Linked DNA regions of Mus musculus: region 2 is linked to region 1. The links are chromatin contacts, called in public promoter capture Hi-C maps. All regions are on one chromosome and are shown on one strand. Each heading gives the region's core, a stretch centred on a gene start, on an enhancer-like site or on the middle of the called end of the contact. The rest is flanking DNA. Distances are from core to core; before and after follow the strand shown. Region 1 holds the start of Slc35f3 (solute carrier family 35, member F3). Region 2 holds the start of Tomm20 (translocase of outer mitochondrial membrane 20).

The links. Promoter capture Hi-C pulls out the DNA fragments that hold promoters and counts their contacts.
Region 2: a contact with region 1 is called in a promoter capture Hi-C map of hippocampal neurons, with 3 times the contacts expected there. The contact joins the promoter of Tomm20 here to the promoter of Slc35f3 in region 1. A contact is called at or near these places in 4 of 39 promoter capture datasets (the HPC-7 cell line, frontonasal cranial neural crest, hippocampal neurons and 1 more) and 1 of 115 datasets of contacts at active chromatin or transcription factors (embryonic stem cells).

The regions. Positions count from the first base shown.
Region 1 is chr8:126,136,267-126,141,653 of GRCm38.p6, reverse strand. It overlaps Slc35f3 (solute carrier family 35, member F3), which reads right to left and starts at 2,529. Exons shown (of 8, transcript NM_001363500.1): 1 at 2,479-2,529; 2 at 1,911-2,140. The coding sequence starts at 2,136.
Region 2 is chr8:126,944,424-126,950,496 of GRCm38.p6, reverse strand. It overlaps Tomm20 (translocase of outer mitochondrial membrane 20), which reads left to right and starts at 4,576. Exons shown (of 5, transcript NM_024214.2): 1 at 4,576-4,893. The coding sequence starts at 4,773. LOC115486982 (a long non-coding RNA gene) reads left to right here and starts at 4,900. Exons shown (of 2, transcript XR_003947623.1): 1 at 4,900-6,073. LOC115487043 (a small nucleolar RNA gene) reads left to right here and starts at 5,517; the gene lies at 5,517-5,650. It overlaps Rbm34 (RNA binding motif protein 34), which reads left to right. Exons shown (of 11, transcript NM_172762.3): 11 at 954-3,325. The coding sequence ends at 1,262.

The DNA of each region.
Region 1 (5,387 bases), core at 1,280-3,779:
ATGGATATACCTCTGTTATTATTTTTGGATCTGGGTAGAAATGGCAAACATCAGCGCTCTGGCCTAACCCCTCTCCTGCTGCATGAATAAAACATCAGAGCCTCTAAATTTAAACTTAAAGCCAATTAATTCATCAGAATGTCACTTGTCACCTAAAGCATTTTAGTAGCGAGGAAATACCTTGGAAGAAGAAAGAATCCTCACAAGGAGAGGATAAATGGAGTGAGGATTTTGTTCACAGGGCAGCAAACACTGGAGCCTTGGTTTCTCCTAGTTATTCCTTCAGAGAAGCCTCTGAAAGATGGTGTTTATAATATTGCTGGTGTCACAAGTGACTTGTGTTCCATGTGGCCCTTCCTAGGTCTTACTACAAAGTATGTTGGAGTCTTTATAATAGAGTCTCCTTGCCCAAAAGCTGCTCACCAGCTCCCCCACAAATCACAAGCCTCAGCACAAGAGCACAGAGCCAGCCACGAAGGGAATCATAAAAATAAACCTTATCCTGACTTCGGAGCCGAGAGATGACTTCCCGAAGCCTGTAATTTACAGCGTCGTCTTCATTATAAATGCAGAGAACTGAGACACAGATCACAGAATATTTATTTTCTAACTGAAGTTTGCAAAGCAGGAAATCTGGGGGATCCCCTCCACACCCTCAGGAAAGCTAGGTTCTGAAAGGTTCCGATTCTTGCTACCCTTTGCTCAGTGGCTTTCAGTGACAGACAGCTTCCTTTTGCAATGAAAAGTCAAACCGTGTGGCAGAATCAAAGATGCGGGGTGTTCAGGGGGGATATGGGCATATCAGAAAGCTTTGTACTAGGTTACATACAATCACCACAGACCTTTAATCTCAAATCGGGCCATTGAAATCAAACACTCAAATACCATGCCCTTTATTACAAATAGCAACACAAGACCAAAGCCAACTGCTTGGACTTGAAGGTGTTAAGAATAATTCATGTAAAGACAAGCTCTTACTGGTAAATATCATCAAATTATAAAACAAATGTCTAGTGTTTCCCCTTAAGGGAAAACCAATACATTGTGTTGTAATTCCAAGCAACAAAAGGTTAAAAAATATCTTTCAGAATTATCAAGCTGTTGGTCTAGACTTTCTTACAAATGAATGAGTCATGCTTCCTTCTCAGACCCACCGAAGGAGTGAGCTGCAATCTTTTCCCAGTGTCTAACTACAGAGGCATAACTCGGGACCCTGGTAATATCTCAAACAATATCTTGAGTTTGTATTGGCAAATCTCTACCTTCCAAAGAAAACAAAATAGATGTCAGCAAGTCAGTCCTGCCTGCACAGGTAGTTTCTTCATGCCTCACCATTGCAGCCAAGGTCATCAGCTGAGGCTCAGGGTGAAGTCTGAGGTACCCCAACCTGGCCCCAAGAACTCATCTTCCGGAAACTCAAATACCTAGAAAGATCTGAACAAAATCCTCTCGCTTAGGACCCATACAATCCTAAACCAAAGAGACGGAGCTAGATCCAATGAATCTTTATCACTTCTCCTGAGAGATTAATTAAATTCCAGGCCCAAGGGCTGAGTTCTCCTGAGCTAACTGCACCAGGATCCAATGAGAAACCCACACAGACCAGTTCTCTGAAGCAGCTCTCACTGATAGACACAACAGGCTTACCCTCAGAATCACTCAGAAGTGGACACAGGTCAGGGAGGTGTCAGAGAAAATGTAACACAAAGCCCCCTCCCCCTCTCTCCCTCCCACCTCCACCTCTGCTTTCAGGACTTGAGAAACGCCTCCAGGCCTCTTCATCAAAGTTGCCTATCTGCATGTAGAAGAGAGGGTTCAGTGAACCATCCCTGTGCGCTTCCCTGGTAGCTGTGTCTCTGGCAGGGAGACCACTAGTGGGCAAGGGAATTACGGGGGAGGGGGGGTCTTACTTTTGTAGCTGGTCGCCCAGGGCTGGTAGCCATAGTAGCCTGTGATGCGCAGGATCCGCTCCTCGATGGATGTGAGTCCCACCGGTCCACTGGTGAGATCCTCCACAGAGCGAGACCATTTCAGATCCTCCTTGATCGCCTCATCCACCACCAAGTACTTGAGCTGCCGGAGCTGAGGACTGATGTCGGACAGTCTCCGCGGGCTGACGTCCGGTGACCTCCTCATGCCACTGAGGCCGCGGGAAGGCGGGATGAGTCAAGGGCAGAGAGGAGGAGATGTCAGTGAGGACTGGTGAGGACCCACGGCTACTCCCCTCGCGTTGCTTGCCATGTGCCCTGCTCCCAGGAACCTCGGCGTCGGGTCCCGCGCCCTACTCTGGGCGCCTCTGGCAACGTGAGCTAGGGCGAGTGGCCCGGAGATGCTGCTGAAACTTCCCAAGCTCCGCCACACACGACCGTCCCTCTGTCCCTCCCTCCCACCAGGAGAGCAGCAGTGCGGGTTAGGCAGGGTCGCGGATGCCCGGGGGCTACCTGCCTGCTGCCCTCCCGCGCCTGCAGCTCTACTCACACAGCAATGCTCTTGGTCCTGGAAGCGCCGCCGGGAAACTCTCGGATCCCCATGGGCGGCGGCAGCGAGTGGCCCGGGGCGCCCAGGCTGGAGCCGAGGGGAGCCGCGGCCGGAGCTCCCGGCAGCCGCCACAAAGGTCTGGACGCCCGTAGGTCGCCCGCGCCCGCTGCCCGGAGCCGGTGGCAGAACAGCGCCGCGCCCCTTGCCTGCCACCGCCGGCGCCCTAGTACTCGCGGTCACGGACGCCCAGGCTCCGGAGAGCGCGCCCGGTAGTGCGCTCCGGAGCCACCGGGACGCGAGGCTGTGGCGGCCTCGGCGCGCGTGGACCTGGCGGGGACGCGCGTTCAGATCCTCGCAGCCCGGAGTGTGCCAGGCTCCGCAAGCTCTGCAACCTTAGGGCGCGGGACCTGTCACGGTCCTGGCGTTCTGGTTTCGACACGTGAGTCTCTCGGTCTTTCCCCCCAACACCCACCCCAAACACAAACGCGCGCGCGCCACCCCAAAGAGCGCTGCTACTACGAAAGCAAACAGCAAACTAACCTGGCATTTCACAGTGCACACTAAGTGGCTTATTTAGAATAGGTGGCAATTGATTTGCTGGATCAAGCCCAGTCCTCAGCTCACACAGCTCAAGGAAAAGGGCACTAACTGCTTCAGTGCCCTCTACAGAGACTGTCGTCCTACCTAGCTTCCGATCAGTTTTTGTGTCTTGTTCCTAAGCCATTCTAGACCTCCAAATCACCCTCCATACTGCTCTTCTGCACTGAGCGCAAAGTCAGAAAATACGCAGATATATAAGAGAAGAAAAATAGCCTTATCACGTCCCGAAAGGTTACTATGAATTATAGCTAGATTCTATTCCAACATTTTTCTGAGTGTGAGATACATTTCCCCCAAGAGATCAAACCGCCTGCGCTACTTTATGTATTACTTTAGGAAAAGATATATTGTTCCTCCGAGAACTGGGAATAGAATAGAACTCACTTCCTCAACTTGCTGAACTTGCTGAAACCTGCTGCAAACAGGTAAGAAACTCCAGTTTTCCTGCTGGGAGACAACCTAGGGCTTCCTACCTTTGCTGTGCCTCTACAACATCTTACCGGCAGTCCTAGACAATTAAATTACACAAGAAAGGGAAGACGATGGCTGCTACATAGGAAGAAGTGAAAGAAAAAATGAAGTTGTCTTCCTAGATGACAGCCAAGCAGATCTGGAAAGTCTCAGAGCTGACCAAAACAAAAAACAAAAAAACTTCGGAATTAATAACTGTGATGTCAATCTTGATTGTCTGTCGATTTGATGTTAGAATTACCATGGAAACAAACCTTTGGGCATGTCTATGAGGGAGTTTTCAGATATGGGCAGCATCATTCCATGGGCTGGGTCCTGGCCTGATTAAAAAGGAGAAAATGAGCTGAGCATTTGTGTTCATCTTTCTCTGCTTCCTGTCTGTGGATACCTCGTGACCAGCTGCTTTTGTCTGTGGATACCATGTGACCAGCTGCTTCTGTCTGTTGACACTATGTGCCCGATGCCCTGTGGCTACCTCGTGACCAGCTGCCTCAGGCTCCCTCCACCAGGTCTTTTTTTTTTTTTTTTTTTTTTTTTTTTTTTTTTTTTTTACCACAATGGACTGAGTGTATTTTTAAACTGTGATCCAAAATAAATCCTTCTTCCTTGAGTTGCTTTTGTCTCGTATTTTGCCATAGTTACATGAAGTAACACAATAACTGGTGTTTTAAAAGGCTGAAAGATTCAAGGATAATGTACAAAACTTAACCACTTTCCTATCTGTCTACAATGGACAACTGGAATTTGAAACAAAAACAAAAACACAGTACTGTTTACAGGATCCTAAAAGTGTGGCTAATTACAAAATCAAGTGAAAGAAATGAAATTCAAATTGAACGCATTGTTAGTAACCAAGGTATCTTTGAACCTCAATGTATACATATTCTTGTCTCAAGACTCTGCCTTGGGTTTCTGGGTCAGTGATGGAAAGGACCAGGTGGCAGCTCCATCTGGGTTCCTTGGCACTTTGTTCATCTTTTAGTGACTTCAGGGTTGGGACCAAGACAGTGACAGCCAGACATTCCAGGAGCATCCGGTGTCAGAAACAATTATAGTCATTACCTGAAGGAGGTCAGGAGTTTAACATTTTCTATTCATAATAAATCTCAATGATTACACTCATCTGCGTGAACACAGTTTTGTGAGTCAGACTAATCAATGCCATTGCCTAACAGGGAAGATAATCTGCATATATTATAGATTTCTACAGCCTTTTAAAAACAAAGATTATTTATTGTAATTTTATATGTGTGTTTGCCTACATGCGTGTAAATGCACAACATGCATGCAGGGCCCATGGATGTCAGAAGAAGGCCTCAGATCCTTTGTGGTTGGAGTGACAGACACTTGTCAGTTGCCATGTGGGCCCTGGGTATATAACCCAGGCCATCCATAAGAGCAGCAAACCACTGGCCATTGAAGCCATCACTTTAATACTCTATAGCTATTCTTCATACCAGTTAATAGAACTTTAACTCATAAGCTTTAAAACATGACTTTATTGGGATATGATCTTTTTCAGCATGAGAATGACTATTTTTTTTCTGGAAATGTCCAGGTGCCCCTGAAATGTTCAGAATATTTAGATACATGTCCATTTTAAAATTGAACTAAGTAAACATTTACTGAGGGCAGGGCCTGTGATGGGCTCTGGGAAGGAGACCAGAAACACTAATGAAGCAAATGTTTTCTCTCCTTGCTAAGCCTGCTGAACAATAAACATGTAAGTGAAGGCTTGTCACTGACCAATGACCACTGAAGGCTTGTCACTGACCAATGACCACTGAAGGCTTGTCACTGACCAATGACCCTTGCACTGCCTTGATCCTGGCACAGAG
Region 2 (6,073 bases), core at 3,327-5,826, 810 kb before region 1:
GAGGAACTAAATCTTTGGAATTTTACCTTCTGTGAGATGGAGCAGACACCTGAGTGTTCACTCAGTGTTCCCTAACAGCAGTAAAGAACATAGCATACTACTTAATGGCACTTAGATTCATTTTTATTATTTTTAACATGGATGCATATGGTCTGTGTGGATACATGCATGTGAGATTCATTTTTATTATTTTTAACATGGATGCATATGGTCTGTGTGGATACATGCATGTGAATGTCCATGCACCTGCCAGAGTTGTGGGATTCCTCCCTGAGCTGGGGGTAGGTGCCTGGAACTCCAATTCTCCAAAAGAACCAAATGTACTCTTAACTACTGAGTGAGACATCGTCCAGCACCCAGGGTCTTTGACTCTTGATAAGTATTGCCAGGGAACTTTTAACACTCTTAAATGTGTGAGGTTTGTGTTGCTCTATTACACTGATCTTATTTGTTACTGTGTCTAGATGTTACTTGCCTCTTTGAGACCCTTGTAGAGTTCTTTCAATATCTCCTTAACATTGAAAATAGTATTAATGGTTCTGTGTTGGAATAGAATAGGATTTTGGACTCAAGTAGAACCCTCTAGTGTCTAGTCCCACATCTCTGACTGTAGAGGACTTTCCTGCCTTCTGCTTACAACAGGAATTTTAAGAAAGTTGTGTTTTGAGCTGATTACTGTTTTAAAGAGACATCATATGATGAACAGTGAACCTGTGGTGGTGATTATGAGCATTTAGTGAAGCAGCTTGAGCGCCACCTGTAGCCGTGAGTGGAACATGAGCAACAAGGGGTTCAAGCAAGGCTGACCAAACCCTTGGATCTGACCTCTAGGGCATAGACTAGAAGGACTTGTGTGTACAAGCTTGAAGACTGACATAGACCACTGAATTCTGACCTACTAGTCTCATTGCATATCACTTTCTGGTGGAAATTAATGTTTCTCCTTATTGCAGAACACAGATGCTGTTCATCTTGCTTTGAAGTTAAATAATTCTGAGCTAATGGGAAGAAAACTGAGAGTCATGCGTTCTGTTAATAAAGAAAAACTAAAACAACAGAATTCAAATCCAAGCTTGAAGAAGGATGTCATTAAACCTAAGCAAAGACTTAATTTTACTTCCAAAGAAGGAAAATTCCATTCCAAAGAAGGAAAATTCCATTCCAAGAATGCATTTATTGGAGAAAAGGCAGTTCTCATGAAAAAGAAAAAGAAAGGACAAAAGAAAAAAGTACAAATGAAGAAACCAAGAAAACAGCAGTAATAACTGAGGTTGCCTCCTTTCTGTGGTGAAACCTTGCAATGAGTGTCTGGGTTTTTTATGGATTATGTAGAAAATGTGGAGGCATCCACGGTGTCTGGTTTTTGTTTTTGTTTTTTTTTTAATTCATGCTATATGTAAGGCTTCTTTGAAGCCTTGTTCTTAGAAATGTATTTAAAGAAAAATAATAAACATTAATACTCTGTGTTTAGGATAAGTGTTCAAATGGTCACTGTGAGAATACTGATTCCAGGTATAGTCACAGTCCCTAAGAAAGACTTGTGAGCTGTGTAAAACACACACGCACATTCTTCACTTCTCATTTTTCTTTCTCTTGCAATTGTAGTATAGATCTACATTTCTTATCCCATATATCTAATAATTGCTAACCAATAAGACTGATAGGATAAGAGTGACTATCTTCTAATTCGTTGCCAGTGACTACAGTGGTCAATGATGTCCTTGGCTATTAGGTGTGTGTGTGTGTGGAGGGGGGGGTGCTCATAAGAAAAATACTCTTCCAGGAAAATGTGATGCTTAAATTAGTATCACTCAGAATGAAACAGCTGTCCCAGAAAGTTTAAAGACAGCATCTAATAAATGATGTTAATTAAACTGCAGTCTTTAAAGTTGAATGACATGACAACATGGTGCTGCATTCCCTAAGTTCCAGACACATCTTACCAAGCTGGGGCTGGATCCAGGATGAAGTGGGGGAAGCAGGAAGCCAAGGCTGATTCAGGCAGGCAGAGTCCAGTAGGCAAGAGGGTAGGATAAGTTTTCACTCTTTTAGTTGTAAAAGTTCTGTCTTTGGGAAATGCCATGTAGAAAACCTAATGAGGTCTTTAAAACATAGCTCTAGGGGCTGGAGAGATGGCTCAGCAGTTAAGAATACTGACTGCTCTTCCAAAGGTCCTGAGTTCAAATCTCAGCAACCACATAGTAGCTCGCAACCATCCGTAATGAGATCTGATGCCCTCTTCTGTTGTTTGTTTGTTTGAGACAGGGTTTCTCTGTATAGCCTTGGCTGTCCTGGAACTCACTTTGCAGACCAGGCTGACCTTGAACTCAGAAATCCGCCTGCCTCTGCCCCCCAAGTGCTGGGATTAAAGGCGTGCGCCACCATGCCTGGCTGATGCTCTCTTCTGGAATGTCTGGATACAACTACAGTGTACTTACACATAAATAAATCTTAAACAAAAAACAAACAAACCCCATAGCTCTAGAGGCTGGAGAGTTGGTTTCTTGGTTAAGAGCATGCACTGCTCTTCAGAGTACCTAAGTTCAATTCCTAGTACCCACGTCAAGCAGTTCACAACTGTCTGTAACTTGAGCTCCTAGGTCCAACTCCTCTAGTCTCCCCAGACTTTGTGCACTTTTTCACTAACATAACCTACACACACATATATACAAGTAAAAAATAAAAGTGTGGGGCTGGAGAGATGGCTCAGTGGTTAAGAGCACTGACTGTTCTTCTAGAGGTCCTGAGTTCAATTCCCAGCAACCACATGGTGGCTCACAACCATCTGTCCGATGCACTCTTCTGCTGTGTGTCTGAAGTCAGCTACCGTGTACTCACATTAAATAAATATTAAAAAATAAATAAAAGTGTGTAGCTTTTACAGCAGAGAAAGCTCTATTTCCTGTATCCAAGACTGGATAATTTATGGTTGGTTTTCCTTACAGTATTTAGAACCTTTTCAGTTAAATTTCAGCAATTTTACCTGATCACTCTGGAGCATTTTTGCATAAACTATATAAAGATGTAACATTAGATTGTGCGTGCATATATAATCTATGTACAACTTACAGCTCCTGTGAGTGAGCAGGTTATATACATGCATAGATGTAACTTTATTTAATATGTGTATGATGTGAATGTGGAGGCCAGAAGAAAACTCTGGAGTTTTCTCCTTCCAAAGCATGGACTCACTCAGCCATCTCACTGGCCCTAGATACTTTGGAATTCGGTACTGTGTAACTGTTGAAATTCCTCCTTTAGAATGTGTGTGCTACTATGATTGTGTAAATCATTAAAAAATGTATTTTGTAGGAAATTTTCTAAAGATGCTTAGTGTAATTTCTTGGTACGTTCTATCTGATAAAATACTTAATAGCCACAAGACTATGTATATAAGTGGTCAAGAGTGGATAGAAGTTGGCTTTGTTATAAAAGTGCTGGCTAAGTACTGATTAGTCATGAGTATGAAACATTTTTTTCTTGTAAACTTTTTTTCTCCCTTAACATAGCTTCAAAAAATCCTTAAAGGGGCTAGAGAGATGGCTCAGCAGTTAAGAGCACTGGCTATTCTTCCAGAGGTGCTGAGTTCAATTCCCAGCGACCACACGGTGGCTCACGACCATCTGTAATGCTATCTAATGCTCTTTTCTGGTACGAAGGTGTACATGCAGGTAGAGCACTCATATGCATAAATGAAAAAAAAAAGCATTCTTACAATGAGAGGTGCAGGAAAGGCTTGCATCGGCTACCTCTTATCACTGTACCCAATTCTCAGAGACTGCAGCATAGCTTGTCACTGTCCCAGGTTTCGATGTTTCCTCAGTGAAGGGAGCAGTTGCTGTACCAGACTGCCTTTCCTTCAAAAGCCAGCCACAAGTGTGGTGGGTGGGTTCGAGCATTAGTAACGAGCTGGTTGGGAATCTTGATGGGGGTTGTGGAGGAGGGAGAGAACGACAAGACTGCAGTTTAATGACGGCACAAATCAGGGCCACCCATAGACTTTTTTTTTTTTTTTTTTTGCCCTTCTGCATTCCTTACAGGTTAAATTTTTTTGAACGAATTAACCCATTTTTCTTCTCCGCACCAGGGCTACATCATAAAATTATTTTGCAGTCAATCATTGTGTCTAATCTCAGTCACAACGCAATTTACAAAGCAAATACTGCCAGATCAGGCGGCTCAGGTCTTCCTTTAAAACCACAGCTCAGAGGATGAGGCAAAAGGATTGCAGGTTCGAGGCCAGGGCAGACTACACAGCAAGTTCCAGACCCTACTATGCTACAAGGGGAGAGCCCGTCTCAAAAACCTAAAAAGCAAACGCATGCACTTCAAGTCACAGGCTTCCTGAAGGACACAGTGAGATGAGATGCTGTTCTCAGCCGGCTCCCACCTTCGTCTTTCATTAGCAAGGACAGTGGATTAGAGGCTTCTGACTCAGCACGCCACAAACACGTGCTGCCCCTGACCCCCTGGTCACGGGATGACGCACAAATCCTTCTGCAGTGCACGCCCCGCCCCCAGCTTGGCGTCTCAGCCGCGCAGACTGGGTCCATCTGCGCGTGCGCACCAGGCGTTCCCGCGCAGGCACCGCCGCGGACAGCCCGCCGCGGACCTTCCCCCGGGGTCCTCGCGCGCCGGAAGTCCTCGCGCTCGGCCTTTTCCGTCTGGACTGGAGGCAGGCGGCTGCGAGCGGCCGGCGTGCTCCGATCGGTCGGAGCTAACCGCTGCCAGGCGGGCTGCCGCGGCCCGGCGTACGCCCCAGTCGAGCGAAGATGGTGGGCCGGAACAGCGCCATCGCCGCGGGCGTGTGCGGTGCCCTCTTCATCGGGTACTGCATCTACTTCGACCGCAAAAGGCGGAGTGACCCCAACTTCAAGAACAGGCTTCGAGAACGTGAGTGGGCCCCGCGCGCCCCCGAGTGCTCCCCGGCGTCGCGCTCTTGCGGCCAGGGTCCCGCCTGTGCCCGCGGGCCTCCATCTTGGAGGCGACCTGGCTCCATCTTGCTGGCGGTGGAATGCATGCTGATTCGGGGGAGGGGTAGCACTTTTTTGCCTTTCCCCAGCTCTGTAATTCTGGGGGATGGGGGGTGGGAGACAGGTCTTTAGCTCAGGTTAAGGTGGTTATCCTCCAGTTTCAAGGTCTCACCACGCCCAGCTCCATTCCCCCCCACTCAACTTGTGTTGAAGACAGGGTCCTCCTGTGTAGCTCAGGCTGTAACCCGCGCTAGCCTCGACCTCGTGGCAGCCAGCACCACCACCACCTCCCCAGCCCCCCGCTTCAACCTAGTGCTGTGATAACAGGCACGAGCCTTTCTCTATAACAGTCACCGTTGAAAACAATCATTCTTTATGTGTGTTTACGACAGGGGACTGCTGCAGTTGGTAGGTCGGCTTCGAACTCTTGGTGCCTCTCATTGCTAGCTTTTCAGACGGGTGCCTACCCCGAAGGCGGTGGTGCTCTATTCAGCAAACCCGTCGACGGTGCTGCCCCAGCACTAGCACAGTGGGGTGTCGTCCTTGCATTCTTAAACCCTCTTGGCAGCTTTGCTCTGGTGCTTCCAAGATATGAGTGAATGCTAGACAAAGTGCGGGGGAGTCCAAAGGGCTGCGCTCCTCACGTGGCTCAGTCTTATTTCATACCTGCGACATCTTCAAAGAGTTTTACCGGAGGGAAATCTTGGCACGCCTTGGGAAGTCATGGACATGTGATCCACCCATGAATTTACAGAGACTCTTTATTTTTCAATATATAGTCTGAAAGCACATTTGTTGGAATAATCTGGCCTTTTTTGTTTCGCTTTCTTGGGGGCTGCAGTCAGTCAGTTACTCCATTCTCTCGAATTTCTAAATGAGTTTTTTAATTTTTCGTAGTTATATATGGTCGGAGACTAATGAATTAGACGTACATCCTTTAATACTCATTATAGGACTTCCAGGACTTTTTGAGCCCGTAGGCCCCAAGTAGCCTCATCGTTTTCTTCACGTGGGGAGATAAGGAGAGTGTGTTTTTGTCCGATGGCTAGGTAGAGTAATGCGAAGAATGCATCTTGGATTTATAGACTGCGTTTTGGGGA